Linked DNA regions of Mus musculus: all the other regions are linked to region 1. Evidence: chromatin contacts called from public Hi-C and promoter capture Hi-C data. All regions are on one chromosome and are shown on one strand. The core of a region is the stretch at or near the end of the contact, and the rest is flanking DNA. Distances in the headings are between cores, read along the strand shown. Region 1 holds the start of Ercc2 (excision repair cross-complementing rodent repair deficiency, complementation group 2). Region 2 holds the start of Mypop (Myb-related transcription factor, partner of profilin). Region 3 holds the start of Apoc1 (apolipoprotein C-I).

Region 1 (2,621 bases), core at 52-2,551:
GCAGGCAGGTCTCTGTGAGTTCAAGGCCAACCTTGTTTATAGTGTGAGATCTAGGACAGTGTCAGAACTAAGTAGAAAGACTCTCTCAAAAAGAAAAGGGACTGGAGCTCAGTGATTAAGAGCACTGACTGCTCTTCCAAAGGTCCTGAATTCAAATCCCAGCAACCACATGGTGGCTCACAACCATCAGTAATGAGATTGGATACCCCCTTCTGGTATATCTGAAAACAGCTACAATGTACTTATATATAACAAATAAATCTTAAAAAAAAAAAGAAAGAAAAGAAAGGATGAAATGAAGGGAGGAAGGACTAAAAGGTGATATTTGAGCAAGAATCCAGAGATATGAAATAACTGACAGCATTGTCCAGCCCTCAGGTGGGTTAGCCACAAGCTGGGGCCAGCCACCCAGGCTATAGAGTGAGCTCCGGACCAGCTTGGGTTACATAGTACGACTGTCTACTGAGGCCTGTACCTCATGAGATGGCTCATGAGGTACAGGCCTTTTGACCTGAGTTCGATTCCCACACATAGTGGAAGGAAAGGACTGAACCAAATTCTGCAGGTTTCCTCTTCCTTCCACAGGCCAGAGGTATTGGATTCCATGGAGCTAGCCCTAAAGGTGATCGATCATAAGCTGCCTGATTTGGGGGGTGGGAGTGGAGAGTGGGGCGGCTGGGAACCCTGCTCCTCTTCAAAATCAGAAAGTGCTTTTAACTACTGAGTGATTCCTCCAGGCCCTTAATTAATGAAGTTTTGTTTGTTTGTGACCTATGCTTTAACGTCTGAGCCATCTTTCCAACCCATATTAATAAATGCTTAAAAACACGTGCTAGGCAGGGCAGTGGTGGGAAGCAGAGGCAGGTGGATTTCTGAGTTCGAGGCCAGCCTGTACTACAGAGTGAGTTCCAGGACAGCCAGGGCTACACAGAGAAACCTTGTCTCGAAAAAACAAACAAAAAAACAAAAAAAAACACCCGAAAAACAAAAAAATCAAGACGGTCTCCAATTTCTCTGTTATTCTCTCTTAAACACTATTTTCACGACTTGGACAACCAGAACAGAACCTGGAGGAGCGAAGCAGCAATGAACTCTATCGATTCTCTCGACTCTCTTCTTTCTGTGTTCTGCTCGAAGTCCTCGGCGATCCTCAGCGATGCCTCGGGCACCACTTCTCTCCGAAGTCCGCCCTCTCACCGCCATGCGCACGCGCCAATTTTCCGATTGGCAGAGTGACGGGAGGACTCGGCCAATGGCGTCCCGAGGAAGGTGTGTCTCTGGGTCACGCCCCCTCGTTGAATATTCAGGAGCGGGCGTGTGGACGCCGCGATCAGCCGCCATGAAGTGAGATGGGGTCTCTGAAAGAGCGGGCGGCTCTGCGGTGGGCAATGGGGCGGCGGGTGGGCGTCGCCGGGGCTGGGGCGCGGCGTGGAGAGGCTGCGGAGACCGGTCCGGGTGGCTTCGGGGTCCCTGGCGGCGAGACGCCACGAGGGCGGGCGGGCGGGCGGAGCGGAGGCCGAGGCGGCTCGAGAGCACCGGGCACCGACGCCTCACCGCCGCCAGGCTCAACGTGGACGGGCTGCTGGTCTACTTCCCGTACGACTACATCTACCCGGAGCAGTTCTCCTACATGCTGGAGCTCAAGCGCACGCTGGACGCCAAGGTGGGTGGCGAGGCTGCCCTCCTTGCATTCTGATGCCTCTGGCAGGCAAACGTCCTGGTCGGGGCCCGGGCCTTGCTATCCCAGCACCCGGAAGACCCAGGCAGGAGCATCGCTGCGATTTTGGAGGCCAGCCGGGGCTACACAGCGAGACCGTGTACTAACAACAATTGTAAATAACAAGGCGAGGAATGTCGCTCAGTTGGTAGGGTGCTAGCCTAGCTAGCAGGGGTGAAACTCTGGGTTCCATCCTGGCACCGCATAAACTGACTGATAGTAATTACAATTATGCCTGTAATTCTAGAGACAGGGTGGCTGAGGACAGATTGCTCGAGTTTGAAGTACAGTCTGGGTTTCATAGTGAGTTTCGGGCTAGCTAGGGCTATGTATAGGAAAACTCTGGAGGTATTCCTGGTAGTGACAATAGTGGAGGGAAGAAGGGGTTCCGTATGTGGAGGTCAGAGGACAACTTTGTGGAGTTGGGTTTTTCCTTCCACTTCTATTTCGGTTTTGTTTTGTTGTAGATTTATTTGTTTTATGTATGTGAGTACACTGTAGCTGTACAGATGGTTGTGAGCCTTCATGTGGTTGCTGGGATTTGAACTCAGGACCTCTGGAAGAGCAAGCAGCCAGTGCTCTTAACTGCTCAGCCATCTCTCCAGTCCCTCGTTGTGTTTTCTGAGACAGGGTTTCTCTGTGTGATTTTTGCTGTCCTGGAACTTGTTTCATAGACCAGGCAGGCCTCAAAGTCCCAAAAGATCCACCTGCCTCTGCCTCCTGAGTGCTGTGATTAAAGGCATAGGCCAACACCACCCAGATTTCTTATCATTTTATGTGGGTTCTAGGGATCAAATTCAGGCTGTTAGGTTTGATAGCAATCGCCTTTACCTGCTGAGCTATTTCAACAGCCCTGAACACAAACTTTTTAAAAAAAGTTTTCTTTTAGGTATACTTATTTCCA
Region 2 (2,621 bases), core at 77-2,576, 390 kb before region 1:
CACCACAGCGCTAGTTCCAGGACAATCAAGGTTACAAAAACAAACAAACAAAAAACCCCGTATCTCAAAAACAAAAAGGAACCAACCACACACACCCACACCAAAAAGAAAAAAAAAAGAAAAAGAAATTTTCTCCCTTTTATGTATATGAGTGTTTTGCCTGCTTGTATGTTTGTCCACCATGTCCATGCCTGGTGCCAGCAGAGGGCAACAGTGCTGGAGCTAAGGATGGTTATGAGCCCCCGCCTTTGGATACAGAGATCCTAACTCTGGTGTTCCCGGGAGAGATGGTAACTGCTGAGCTCCAGCCCTCCCTCTCTGCTTCGGGTCTTAATACAAATGTCATCTTTTCCTTATGTGTAATGTCCGCACATATCCTGTCTTTTTTCTAGCCTCGCTGGTGACTGCAGAGATACTGCTGCATGTTCAATGCCAGCTTGGGATACTTAGTAAGATGCCCTCAGAAACAATTTTTTGGTAGTGAACACAATTTGCCTTTTATATGGATATGTGAGAGCTTATGTGTAACTGTCGGAAAGATGAACGAAGCGCCGTTTACCCAATGACCTTGAAACTGCGGGCACTGAAAATTTTCACCCTGCCATCCGGCCATCCAGTTCATTCAAGTGGTGCTCTCGAATCACTCCTGCTCTGCGCTTTTCTAGGATCGCCATCCCCACCCTTCAAGAAATTCCTGCCTTTGAACTCCCTCTCCGAGCCATGACGTCAAATTGTGGACAGGGGGCCTCCCAGGCACCATTGGGAGGTTGCTGGGTTGCTATGGTTACCGCCTCTGCATGGGCGGGGAATATTTCCAGGTGCCCCGCCTCAGTCCGTAGGAGGTAGTTTCCGAGTGGTCCTGCGCAGAGGAGGGATTGGGCGTGGGCAAGGTTTCCTAACGCCCCCAGCCCCCACCCACGCAGTTGTCATGGAAATGAAGCTCTTCTCCCCTTTCTCAAAATAAGACTTTGCTTAGTAGGCTAAAGGACTACTCAAAGGGAAGAAACTCCGCTTGGTCCTAGCGCTCTCTTCAGCATCTCTCTCTCTACTGCGCCCGCACTGGGATTTAGTCCTGGGTACCATCGCAGGCAAGGTGCCAGTGACACGCATGCGCGCTGTAGGTTTGCACATGCGCAATTGAGCACCAGAGCCCAGGGAACCTACTTCAGCGCTAAATGTGCGGCTGCGCAGCTGTGTCCTTCTGGTAAAGCAAGGCGACGGGAAGTTCTGCGCTTGCGCAGTGCTGGGAGACACGGCTCAGAGAACGCAGCTCTGTCAGGGTATCTGGAGACCGCGTTCGCCCGGCGCGCATGCGTCTTGGCTCTCAATGCTACTGGGGGCGGGGCCCAGAGGGGGAGGGAGAAGTAGGGGGGGAGGGAAGAGGCCGCAGAAGCCGAAGCCCTGACCCACCGGCAGGCAGGGGCTGCGGCGGCACGGTGAGTGACCCGCGGCCCAACTGGGGTCCCCATCCTCTGTGCTCCATCACTCTTCCTGGAGTCCAAAAAAAGCCTCGGGGGTCCCCCCTCTTATCTCGGACCCCCGTTATCTCCACAACTCCCCTTCTTTCCCCAGCAATCCCAGCACCCCCATAATCCCTGCAGACCCTCAGCTTTAATATTTTGCCGTCTTAACTAGAAGGTTCCATTTCATCTTTATTCTTGGACATCCTCTCTCAGGGACCCTAGAACTGACACCCACTACCCTGGGAACCCCCAGCGCTCCTCTCTGATCTGGATGCCCCGTCTGCTGCATTGCCCAGTTGGCATCACTTCCCAGCATCATGCATGTTCGACCCCCTGGGCATCCCCGTTACTCTTGCCCTGTCCTGTTCTACTGCGCCCCCGTTCTCCTCTAACTCCTGCTGTGGCACCCTTTTCCCTTCCACTTTTGCTCATTTCCCTCCATCCTTCCAGACCGTCCGTCCCCCCAGTACCCATCAACTCCTCCGCGAGGCACTAGCGGCCGCGTGAAGCACAAGATGGGCACTGGGCGGGTGTCACCTACGAGGAAGCACCTTTGATTGCATTCAGCACCTCGCCGCTCCCATCACCACTTTTGCACAGGGGACCAGAGGAGCCCGTGTCGGGGCGACACGGGGACACCGAGCCACCGCCAGCGCTGTTCGCCCTTTGCCCGCAGAGCCGGCGCCCCCCATGCGCCAGGCAGCCGATCGGTGGCGTCTGGGGGCGCCATGGCCTCGGCGACCGCGGCGGCGGCGCCGGGCGAAGCGGAGGAGACCACCCGACTCCGCAAGCCGCGCTTCTCCTTCGAGGAGAACCAGATCCTGATCCGAGAGGTGCGCGCCCACTACCCTCAGCTCTACGGCGCGCAGAGCCGTCGGGTGAGCGTGGCCGAGCGGCGGCGAGTGTGGGACAGCATCGCCACCAAAATCAACGGCATCACCAGCTGGAAACGCACGGGCCAGGAGGTTCAGAAGCGTTGGAACGACTTCAAGCGCCGCACCAAGGAGAAGCTGGCCCGCGTGCCGCATTCCACGCAGGGCGCGGGGCCCGCCGCTGAGGACGCCTTCTCTGCGGAGGAGGAGACTATTTTCGCCATCCTGGGACCGGGTGTGGCGGGGCCGGGGGCTGGCTCTGGGGCTGAGGAGTCCCGGGCAGCCG
Region 3 (2,621 bases), core at 72-2,571, 310 kb after region 1:
TTTCCTAGAACTAGCTCCAATCAGGCTGGCCTCAAAGAGATCTGCCTGCCTCTGCCTCATGAATACTGGGATCAAAGGTGTGCGCCACCACTGCCTGGCTAGTTCTTAACCCAGCATGCCCTAATCTCTCTTTGGCCAGTGTAAACTGCAGAGCCCAGGCCTGTACAGCTTCTGCTGTGCCCCTGCCCCAACTCTCCTACATTCTTTCTCTGTCTCGGAGACTCAAGTCATGACCTGTCTCAAGAGTACACAGGGAGGGGTCAGGGTCTGTCCTAACCAGTCAGCCGCCTAGCTTGGCCCTTCACTAGGACTTGGAAACATCTCTAACAGTTGGCTGGGAGTTACACCGCCTGTCTCCACACTACGAGCACTTTGACATCCAGTTCAATGACTTCAGATACAGTTCTATGACTTCAGGGAAAGTGTCAAACACTCTGGTGCAGTTTCCCCATTGTGTCAGTGTGGAACTGTCTGCTAGGGCTTTTACACACGGGCGCGCGCGCACGCACACACACACACACCACCCGCCCGTGCCCTGAAAGGTCCTAACCGGGTCTTGGTCAAAATTTCCTTCTGTTTGATATGTTCAATGGCTGCCCGGGCCTTGTCTTCCAAAGTGTTCCCAAACTCCTTCAGTTTATCCGGTATGCTCTCCAATGTTCCGGACAAATCCGGGGCCGCCTGGGCGGGGGCTGGGCCTGCCGCGAGAGGGTTGCGAGCAAACTCATTAGCATGGGGGAGGGTATTGGACACTTGATTTTACTGCACCTCTCACCTCCTTGTTTTTACGCTCCGCCCCTTCTAGGAAGATTAGCCAATTCCAAAGGGTGGTATCCTAGGTCATTGGTTACTGCGTCTTTTCTGGACAGAGTTGCCTCCTTCAGCACCCACTTTGACACAAAAATAAGGCACCTGGCAGGTGGGATGGGGGACGATGGGAGGGCGGTAGTGGAATGATGACACAGAAAGGGACCTCAGAGCCCTCCTCGAGGGTCTTCTAAGCCTGGGCCGCAGGCACAAGGCCAACTTCACACTTCCAAGCCTCTTTCTTACCTTCCAAGGCTCTTTCTTACCTTCCAAGGTCATGGCTACGACCACAATCAGGACAGGAAGAGCGATGAAGAGCCTCATCCTGGTTGGAGGGGCACCCTGGAGGCAGACGCACGGGTAGCGGGGGACATCGCTAGTATTCACCACCGCCCTCCACCATGATCCCACCACCCCAATCCCTTAGCTGTAGGTAGTGGGGGGACACTTTCCTATGCACTAACCTGGATCTAAGGATCTCTCAGGAGGCCCATGGCGGTGGGAGGATCCTGCACAGAGGTTTAACCGGTTGGGGAGGGGGCGGAGCAAGCTGGTCGCCCTCCCCCTGAGCCTCCCCCTTGTCTCTGTGTCCACCTACTTTTTCTTTTTTCTTTTTTCTCTTTTTTTTTTTTTTACATAGGCTTTTTGGCTGGCCTGGAATTTGTGATGCTCCTGCCTCTGCCTCTCTAGTGAGTTGCTGGGATTACAGGCATGCACCAACACCAACACAACCAGCCCACTCTCTTCTGTCATTCTGGTCGATACTGGGAGGCAGATCCCACATCCAGGCTTTTTATTTAGGCCCAAGGCTCGTCACTGGTCAGCATCCTCACTTCCAAATCTCATTGATCTCCACCCAGCCTTGGCTGCTCTGCCTACTCACTCTCTCTCTGAGGCTGTCCCACCTTAAGGGGGGGGGTCTTACAAACAACTCCCCTCACCCCCATCTCACCCCTAGCTCACACTGCATCCTCAGGTTAGCTCTTCTCTACCTTCTCCTTGACCAGGAGCCTCAGCTCACATTCTGTCCCGGATGCTGCACCCTGGCTCCCTTCACCTCCAATGCCTTTGCATCTGCACACCCTCAGACCTCCTCGGATGCTCTCTGGGATCTTGGCATCCCCTCATCTCCCTTCCTTAGAAGTTGCCTCTTCAGCTAGTCAAAACTGCAAAGAAGCTAAGAGCCTCTTAGCTTGCAGAGCTCCATAGTGTCCCCTAACTGGCACAACCCCCCTTCCCCCGTTTTTAGGTCTTGTGGGGCCTCCTAGGCCCCTGCAGGCCCTAAACTTGCCTCCCTGCCCCCTCCTTCCACAACATCCTTTCTCTCAGGCTAGAGTCCAAGGCCCTTCTCCCCCCCTCCCCCAGAGCTGTCATTGACCGACAGTGACCCCCTGGCAGCTGGTGGCTAAGGGGCCCAGACTCTAGGTTGGCTGGCCTGGTGCCCCTGCAACCCACGTGTCAGTTGGGGCGGGGGTGGGGGTGGGGACGACGACAACAGGGGGATGGTTGTGAAAGGGGTGGAACAGATTCTCGACCCTGGCTGGGTTGCGACATCTCTGGGGCCAACTCGGCGCTAGCTAGCTTCCAGTCCCTGTGGGCACCAGGCCTGACCCTTTTGCTTCTTGAAAGGAGTCCTGCTCAGTCCTCAAGCGCCCATCTGAATAATGTAACAGATTTCCCCCTTACTCTGCCCAGTGCTTGGTGCTTCCAGTGTCATCCTACTCTTAGCAACAAGGGCTTCCTGTGCCACAGGTAGGGTACGGGAAGCACACAGCTAAGGTTCTAAAACTGCTAGTCATTCAGTTCTTTTTTTT

Evidence for each region. Hi-C and Micro-C count contacts between places; a contact is called where the count stands out from the background. Capture Hi-C pulls out chosen DNA fragments and counts their contacts.
Region 2: a contact with region 1 is called in a Hi-C map of regulatory T cells, with 5 times the contacts expected there. The contact joins the promoter of Mypop here to the promoter of Ercc2 in region 1. A contact is called at or near these places in 1 of 484 Hi-C or Micro-C datasets (regulatory T cells) and 2 of 9 other capture datasets (adipose tissue and liver).
Region 3: a contact with region 1 is called in a promoter capture Hi-C map of liver. The contact joins the promoter of Apoc1 here to the promoter of Ercc2 in region 1. A contact is called at or near these places in 8 of 39 promoter capture datasets (the 3T3-L1 cell line, the C10 cell line, embryonic stem cells and 4 more), 2 of 484 Hi-C or Micro-C datasets (the Ba/F3 cell line and stem cell-derived neural stem cells), 8 of 115 datasets of contacts at active chromatin or transcription factors (bone marrow-derived macrophages, embryonic basal ganglia, embryonic stem cells and 3 more) and 4 of 9 other capture datasets (adipose tissue, liver, macrophages and 1 more).

Annotation. Positions count from the first base shown.
Region 1 is chr7:19,380,716-19,383,336 of GRCm38.p6, forward strand. Ercc2 (excision repair cross-complementing rodent repair deficiency, complementation group 2) reads left to right here and starts at 1,302. Exons shown (of 23, transcript NM_007949.5): 1 at 1,302-1,344; 2 at 1,564-1,663. The coding sequence starts at 1,340.
Region 2 is chr7:18,989,919-18,992,539 of GRCm38.p6, forward strand. Mypop (Myb-related transcription factor, partner of profilin) reads left to right here and starts at 1,327. Exons shown (of 3, transcript NM_145579.3): 1 at 1,327-1,436; 2 at 1,914-2,621. The coding sequence starts at 2,192.
Region 3 is chr7:19,691,338-19,693,958 of GRCm38.p6, forward strand. Apoc1 (apolipoprotein C-I) reads right to left here and starts at 1,322. Exons shown (of 4, transcript NM_001110009.2): 1 at 1,272-1,322; 2 at 1,074-1,149; 3 at 551-698. The coding sequence starts at 1,131.